Linked DNA regions of Sus scrofa: region 1 is linked to region 2. A link is a contact called in public HiChIP or PLAC-seq data. All regions are on one chromosome and are shown on one strand. The core of a region is the stretch at or near the end of the contact, and the rest is flanking DNA. Distances in the headings are between cores, read along the strand shown. Region 1 overlaps NPR1 (atrial natriuretic peptide receptor 1). Region 2 holds the start of SLC27A3 (long-chain fatty acid transport protein 3).

What was found. HiChIP or PLAC-seq counts read pairs in DNA pulled down with a chosen protein or histone mark.
Region 1: a contact with region 2 is called in an H3K27ac HiChIP or PLAC-seq map of skeletal muscle. The contact joins the enhancer-like site here to the promoter of SLC27A3 in region 2. A contact is called at or near these places in 7 of 47 Hi-C or Micro-C datasets (epiblast stem cells, heart right ventricle, liver and 2 more) and 2 of 2 datasets of contacts at active chromatin or transcription factors (alveolar macrophages and skeletal muscle).

The regions. Positions count from the first base shown.
Region 1 is chr4:95,953,745-95,957,882 of Sscrofa11.1, forward strand. It overlaps NPR1 (atrial natriuretic peptide receptor 1), which reads right to left. Exons shown (of 22, transcript XM_021089806.1): 22 at 3,476-4,138. Among named protein-coding and RNA genes, the nearest start is that of INTS3, 11 kb to the left of the region's middle. Within about 2 kb of position 1,992, at least 63 of the 83 cell types and tissues checked have an H3K27ac peak or open chromatin away from gene starts, as enhancers often do. A contact at or near this core is called in alveolar macrophages, epiblast stem cells, liver and 2 more, where this site is marked.
Region 2 is chr4:95,901,273-95,905,182 of Sscrofa11.1, forward strand. It overlaps SLC27A3 (long-chain fatty acid transport protein 3), which reads right to left and starts at 2,327. Exons shown (of 10, transcript XM_013997096.2): 1 at 1,476-2,327; 2 at 915-1,124; 3 at 420-578. The coding sequence starts at 2,109. It also overlaps a transcript of INTS3 not described here.

The DNA.
Region 1 (4,138 bases), core at 742-3,241, 52 kb after region 2:
CTTAGAATGCTGAATGGCAGGTAATAAGAACTTGTTCAATTTACTAGTTTTGTTAAGAGTCTACATTACGCAAAGCACAATGCTTGATGTAAGGAATTCCTGATGTCCAGGGAACAGTTGGAAGCGAAATGCAGCACATAGACTCCTCAATGAGAGGTAAGATCTAAAAATCTTAGAGTTAGGAGTTTGTTGTGACTCAGCAGTAGTGAACCCAACTAGTATCCATGAGGATGCAGGTTTGATCCCTGGCCTTGCTCAGTGGGTTAAGGATCTAACATTGCTGTGAGCTATGGTGTAGGTCACAGATGTGGCTCAGATACCACGTTGCTGTGGCTGTGGCTATGGGGGTATGCTGGCTCTGATTTGACCCCTAGCCTGGGAACTTCCATATGCTACAGATGTGGCCCTAAAAAGGCAAAAACAAACAAAACCCAGCTTAAATAGGAGCAAAATACAGGTTATACACTCCAGCTTCTTATTCAGAGCTGAAATTCTTTTAAAAATATCTATGGGGAGTTCCCATCTTGGCACAGAAGAAATGAATCCAACTAAGAACCATGAGGTTGGGGGTTCGATCCCTGGCCTCGCTCAGTGGGTTAAGGATCTGGTGTTCCTATGAGCTGTGGTGTAGGTTGCAGGCGTGGCTCGGATCCTGTGTTGCTATGGCTGTGGTGTAGGCTGGAGGCTATAGCTCCGGTTAGACCCCTAGCCTGGGAACCTCCTTATGCCGTGGGTGCGGCCCAAAAATGACAAAAGACAAAAGGCAAAAGGCAAAAAAAAAAAACAAACCCTATGTATTCCAGCTCTCTTGTTGAGCAGTGGGTTAAGGATCCGGGTATTGTCACTGCAACCACTCAGGTCACGGCTGTGACCTAGGTTCGATCCCTGGCCCAGACACTTCCACGTCCTGCGGGTGCAGCCAAAACAAACAAAAAACAAAAACAAAAATCCACTTAAAAAAAAAAAAAAAAAAAAAAAAAAAAAGACTTTCAGGCTGCAAATTGGATTCCATGGATCTGTCCTGAATTGATATAAATCATTTTTGAAAAAAGTATCACTAGATGTACTGCTACGATTAAGTACCCAAACTCTTTGAGAGAGAAAAGAAGGGTGGGTGGGAGGATGATGGGCTACTTCCCTCAGTTTTTTTGTTTTTTCTTTTCTTTCCCCCCAGGTCCCAGCCTTGTTCAGGGCTGGTTAGGCTGGGGTTCCCTCTGCACACGATCCACAGTGGGCCCTCCTACCCACAGCTGGACCTCAGCTGGGCCCTCCTACCTCCAGCTGCACACCCAGCCCTCCCATTCCAGCGGCGTCACGTGGGCCGATGAGATAATGTATGTGAAAGCCTTTGTCAACGGCGAGGCACCAGTGAATGCCAAGGATTACTGTTGTTATTATTCTTATCACACTCCAGGGAAACCCTGCTGCCCCCCCAGCCCCCACCCTCCCAGACCTACTCCGCAGGACAGCCGGGGACACTCAGCGGAGCTAGACGGACCCTCCCACGCGGGCGGAGGTCCTGACGCAAAGCCCCCACCAGCAGGAGGGGCGCTCCTGCCCCCCTCGGACCCTCCCCTGCCCCCAGCCCCCCCCCCCTCGGTAATGGCTTTCCCAGTTCTTCCTGGCTTCAGGGGCCCTTCCTCCGGAAGGAAATCTCCTCGGTTCCAGTGAAAGTTCTCGAGCTGCTGAAGTCATCGAGTCCTCGGGCCTCTCCTCACGCCCACTCCCCCAGCCCCCTCCCCTCCAAGTGCCCGCCGTGGAGCCAGGCTGCCCCGGAAGGATCTGACCGGCAATTTCCTAGAATTGTCTGCCTGGGGCTCCTCGGTCCGTCCGCCGCCCGCCCCACCTTCCCCACCTCATCTCTTCGTCTGCCTTCCCCAAAGCCCCCGTCTCTCTGGACAGCCCAGCCCCCACCCAGATCTAACTTGTTGGGCCCCGCAGTTGTCCTCAGCATTTCCACTTTCTTCTGGGACTGTCACTACCCCTGGGAGGAGCCGTGGGGCGGGGGTTGGGCGTCCACATGGCCACCAGGGCCCATCAGGAAGTTGGGTGCGCTGGGGTTACCAAGGCAACCATCCTTCTGTGAGGCTTTTCCAGAACTCTTCATCCCCAGCCCAGGAGGGTGACGATTTGACTGGGTTTGCTCCCTCTCCTGATAAATCAAATTTGCCTGAGGCCCAAAAGGGTGGGCAGGGAGCACAGGACATCAGGGAGGGTCATTCGACCAGCGGGAGAACGATGTACCCTTTCCTCAGCCCCAGACCACCTCTGGAGAATCGGGGAGCAGTGTCCCCAAGGCAGACCTCCAAGCCCACCCCTACCTCCAGTCTAGCCGGGTTGGGTGTGGACTTCAGGAAGAGGCTTGGGGAGTTCAGGGGAGGGGCCTGTCGGCACTTGATGGATGGTACTGAAGAAATGTCTGGCACTTTCTTTCCCCATGGGGGAGGTGAAGTTGCAGCCACCTCTCCCCCGCATTCGCATTCCTGCCTGCACGCTCTGGAAGGGGGTGGGGTGGGTGGCTGGAGCCGGGAAAGAAGGGCCCTTAGCCCAACCGAGAGTCATTTGGGAAACTATCACTCACATTTGTCTACACTGGCATGGGAAAGGACGGGCAGGTGGGCAACTCCCAAATTTCTACTGAGGTAAAAAGGGATCCACATAGTCCCACCCCCACCTGGCTCCCAGCCCTCTTGGGGCAGATGCCAGGACTCTCTGTTCAGTCCATACTCATTAGACTCCTACTGTATGCTGGGTATTGGGTAAGACAGCAGTTCTCAAAGTATGGTCCATAGATTCTGAGTCTTACGACCCTTCTGGAGATGGGTGAGGTCAAAATGATTTTCATAATCCTGTTAATACATTATTTGCCTTATTGACTGTGTTGATATTTGCACTGATGGTGCAAAAACAGTGGGGATAAAACTGCTGGTGTCTTAGCATAAATCTTAAGTAACGCCAAACTGGTCATTGCAGTCTTCAAGAAAGCCAGTTTAGGAGCTTCCTTGTGGCTCAGTGGGTTAAGGATCTGGCATTGTCACAGCTGTGGCTCTGGTTACAGAGGTGGGGAAGTTAGATCCCTGGCCTGGGAACTTCTGCATGCCATGGGCAAGGCAAAAAAAAAAAAAAAAAAAAAAAAAAAAAAAAAAAAAAAAAAAAAAAGGCTAGTTTCTCTTAAGAATGTCCTTGATAGGGAGTTCCCTTCAGGGCTCAGCAGTTAACGAACCCAACTAGGATCCATGAAGATGTGGCTTCCATCCTTGGCCTCACTCAGTGGGTTAAGGATCCAGCGTTGCCGTGAGCTGTGGTGTAGGTCGCAGATTCGGCTCGGATCTGATGTTGCTGTGGCTGCGGTGTAGGCCGGCAGCTGTAGCTCCAATTCGACCCCAAGCCTGAAAACTTCCATATGCTGCAGGTGCAGCCCTAAAAGGCAAAAAAAAAAAAAAAAAAAAAAAAAAGAATGTCCTTGATAAAGCAGTAAATTAACACGTGATGGGTTTATTATAGTTCTTTTAAATGAGTTGATAAAGCCTTGTTTTAATTTCTAATACAGAATATATCAATAGATACGACTCACATAAACAAAAACTCTGGGAGGCCCTCAGTAGTTCTTAGAGGTGTAAACAAGACTAAAACCAATAGTGCCGGCACTGCTAGGGTAATTCAAAGCCTATGACACTGGCTTCTCAAAGTTGAAGGTAAACTGCAGCCTTGTTTCAGATCCCACATTGCAATCCCAGCTTGAGAAACAGGTTCTATTTGAAGCAGGGGGCGAAGAATACGGCTCTGTTTTCTGGCCACCCTCTCTCCCTCGAGAAAAGACACTGTCACTAGAATAAAGATTTTAATGGTCTCCACTCACAGGAGAAGCAAGGCATACAGGCCCACAGCCCTCCGGCCCTTCCTCTGCTGCCCTGGGCACTGCACCCAACGTCGGGTGGTGGGGAACAGGGGCTGTTGGTGGTCCTGGATTCACCTACAGTCCCTTTTCCCATGCCCCCCTCAGGGGGCTCTTCCCCTGTCCCCACAAAAGTCACAGTGTAGCAAGGTTGAGGGAGGAGGAGGGCACAGGGACGGCCAGGAGGATCCAGGAATCCACATCCCATCTGGCCTGGCCTGAGTCAGGGTGGAGAGCGAGTGA
Region 2 (3,910 bases), core at 1,077-3,576:
GCTTGGCCCACCTGTGATTTGGAGAGGCTAATGTCTTCTCCCCACTTCCCATCCCCAAGCAGTCCATCCTGGAACCCTGCCCCCAAATCCCAACCCTTTTCTCCATTTGCCTCTTCCTGGGCTGACACAGCACCGCCACCCCCCCCCCCCAACCTCCTGCTGCCCCCTTGCCTGGCCTTCTGCTAACTGCATGGCCGCCCTAGTTGCTTAGCCTGTAGGTCAGTGCAGGTGACACAGTCTCCATTGAACCAGGAGCTCCTGGTGAGGAGGGCCTGCCTCCTCCTTCCTCTGGATTCTCTACCCTGAAGAACTCAGGAAGCACCCCAGGGAAGCACACCACAGTAGCTACTTAATAAATGTCTGCTGACATAAACATCTGCCAGAGGGCTGAAAGCCGGGTTGGGGAAGGGGAGACTGACCAATGCCCAAGCATCCCACGATGCCCAGCAGGGAGCCGGACATATGGTAGAGTGGGAGGGCGAGGTAGATCACATCCTCCTGGCGGGCACCGCACAGCTGGTAGAACCCCTGGCATTGCAGGACCTTCAGATGACTGATCCGAGCAGCCTTGGGGAGGCCTGTGGGGTGGAGGGTGGCGGTGGCGAGATCAGGAGAAGGGTCTGAGCTCCAGGTTTTGTCTCTCTCTTTGCCCCTGCAGGGTTTCCCCCAGCAAGAGGCAGAGGCAAGACTGAAACTGAGAAGGCAAGCCAGGCTGTCCTAGAAATGTGGGAAGTTCAGGGAGGTGGAGAGGGATGGGAGGGTTGGCAAGGCAGGATATGGCCACTGGGACGAACAACCTCTCCTGGGGCTTTGAGGGGTGGCCGAGAAGCTGAGGAGGTCACAGGTCCTGTTCCCAGGCCCCTGCCTTCCTTGGCTTTAGCTTCTGGGAGGTAAACATCGTGACCAGCTCTCACCTGTGGTGCCAGAGGTGAAGATATACAGGCACGTGTCCATTATGTTCTCGGGGGCAGAGAGGTACCCAGGCACTGGCGCATCCACTTCGGCTGAGACCTCAGCCAGCAAATCGCTGATTCCAGCCGGATAGGTTTCAGAACCTGCAGCCCACAGGTGGAGGCCCATGGCTCTCAGGGCCGGCAGGTCGGGCTCCAGGGACTCCAGGAACTCTGGATGAGGTGGGAAAGCATAGCTCCATGGCTCTAACCACTCTCCAGAAGCTTTCCCCACCCTTTGCCCTGTTCGCTCCCCCAACCCCACTCGCACTGCTCCGGGGTGAGGCTGAAGAGTACGGACGTCCCCTCAGGAGTCTGGGACCTGGAGCCCAACTCTACGGAAATCCTTGGGGAACCAGAGACCCAGCTCCAGCCCTTCGAAAACCCGGAGACTTGTTTCCCCACCCTTTCCGCGCCCCAGGGAAAGCTTGCCGGCGAGTTCCAAGCCCCCCTCTTCTCGGCCCCCCTGACACGCCCCTTTCCGTGGCTGGCCCCGCCCCCGTCTGTCGAGTGCTGCAGCCTTACCTGCGGCCAGCACGAGCGCGCGGGCGCCGCAGCTGCGGAGGCAGTGCAGTAGAGGACCCCGGCGCAGAGCAGTGGGCACAAAGGCGGTGCGCAGGCCGGCCTTGGCCAGCCCGAACCAGAGCCACAGGAACTCTGGGCAGGCGGGGAGCAGCAGCGCCACGGTGGCCCCAGGTGCCAGAGGTGCCGCGCCGTCCCCTTCCCGCCCGGCCCGCGCCGCGCCGCTTCCGGCCGCCGCCCACTGGCTTTCCCCGGCGCCCCGTGGGCCGCCGCCCCCGCCAGACCCCCTGTCCCAGCCTCGCGCGCGCAAAAAGGCGCGCGCAGCCCGGTTGCTCTGGCTCTCGGCCTCCGCGTAGCTAAAGCGCCGCGCGCCGTGAATGAGAAAGGTGTGCGCCGGGCGCTGCTGGGCCAGCTGCGCCAGGCGCCAGGCCAGGCTGCAGCCCCCCTCGGGACCTTCCGGGTTGGCTGCGGCCGCGGCCAGGGCACGCGCTCGAAGGACCCGTTTGCAGCGTAGGGCGCGCACAGTGAAGGCCAAGTCTGCTGCGAGCCAGCGCAATTGCGGCCAGAGGCGCAGCTTCGGCAGCAGCAGCAGCAGCGGCAGCAACAGCAGCAGGGGTAGCAGCAGGAAGGCGGCCATGGTGCCCGCTCCCTCGACTCGGTCCTGTCTGGCCCCAGCCGCTCACAGACTGCCCCGATGCTCCCTTCTACAAAACTGAGGCCGCTGGTTCTAGCGCTTAGACCTCTCCGTCCCGGGAGCGCGCGCGCTGGCACACGCCCCTTCCCACCCACCCAGCCCCCCTCCCCTCGGGCCGAGAGCAGAGGCCCCGGAGGAGTGCTAGTGGGGGACGGCCCCGCACGCCCGGCCCTCCCCACAGCTACGCTCCGCCCCAGGCGCGCTCCCTCCCCGCACCCTACCAGGTCTCGGGCTTGCTCCCGCCCTCCCTCAGTCTCAGGGTCTGGTCCCGTTCCGATTTTCTCTAGGAAGATCTAGGCATCTGGCTGGACTTGGGGCTCCCAGCCAGAGAGCTAGGGCGCTAGGATCCAAGTCTGTCTTTCCCTCTCATCCCATTTTCACTCGTGATGGGAGGGTGACGCTGCTCTCTCCCAGAAGAGACTGAAGAACTCGGCCCCTTGCCCACATGGTGCTGCAAGTCCCGGCAGGACAGCCAGACCCAAGCCTTCCCTCCATCCGCCGCCGCCGCCCCAGGAGATAGGTGGGGTTAAGTAGGGGAAAGGTGGAGGCTCAGTCAGATTTCTGGAGGGGCCGTGGCGCAGAGGCCCGTCCCTTTGGGCAAAGGTACAATAACTGGGGCCAGCCAGTGAATGCTTTCCATCCTGATTTTAATTGGGGCAGAGGAAACCGGGGAAGGAGAGAGGAAGGAAAAAAGGAGGCCTCGGGCAGTTTAGACTTTCAAAGAAAGTTGTAGCAGCTTTGAGGGAAGGGAGAACCCGGGTTCTGTAAGACAAATTTGCAGGCTGAATAGGAGGAGCTGTCTGAAGTCAGCCCAAACCTCTCTCCTCAGCCTGCCACCCAGCCTCCCAGGACAGCAGCGGGACAAAAGCATAGCCAAGGAGCTCTTTGCTGGTACACCTGGCTGGGCAGGTGGCCAGACTGTGGCGGGTTCCTTCTCCAGGTGTCTGAGCCCTCTCCGCTAGGCATGCTTCTGCTCTCTAAGATCCGAGCTGGGAGCCTCTCTCACCGCCCAAGACCTAGTCCTCTCCAGCAGTTGGTAAGCACTAGCATATAACACTGAGAGATGGCTAAGGACAAGACAGCCTTTGGGAGATGGTGTCAGCATTAACTTCTGCCTGGACAGCCCAGTGTCTGGCCTGCACTGCCCGAGGCAGCAAGAAGGATGGGGGTAAAGCCAAGGCCCTCCTGCTCCAGACAAGGAGGTGGGCGGGGGGGGGGGGGGGGGGGGGGGGAAGGGGAAGTTGTGAAGCCACGAGGTGGGGTGCCCATTAAATGGAGACCACCTGTACATGCACAGAGTAAGTGGGGGCAGCAACTCCGGCACGAAAGAGATTCTGGCTTGTTTTATTGTCATTTAAAAACAACTTTTAAAAATTCGATTATCTCTGCCAAAAAAAAAAAAAAAAAAAAAAAAAAAAAAAAGAAACAGAACCAAGGAAATGGGACCATTCTTGACAGTTTTGTGGAACATGTCTCTGGGACTCCCTGGGCTCAAAGTGCCAACCTCAGGCCAACACAAGCCTCCAGGGCATCCCAGGTGGGGCTGTGGCCTCTGCATCTGCCCCATGGAGAGGAGAAGGTGACTTGACCATGTCACAGATTAAATGCCCATTTCATGACTGATGTACGGAGGGCCACTATAAAATGCCTGTTCAGAGCAAATCAAGACGTGGAGGGGGAAGGCGGAAGGGTGCCCGCACACCGTTTGCACTCTCAGTCTAACCTCTCCGGCCAGCTGCCCCTT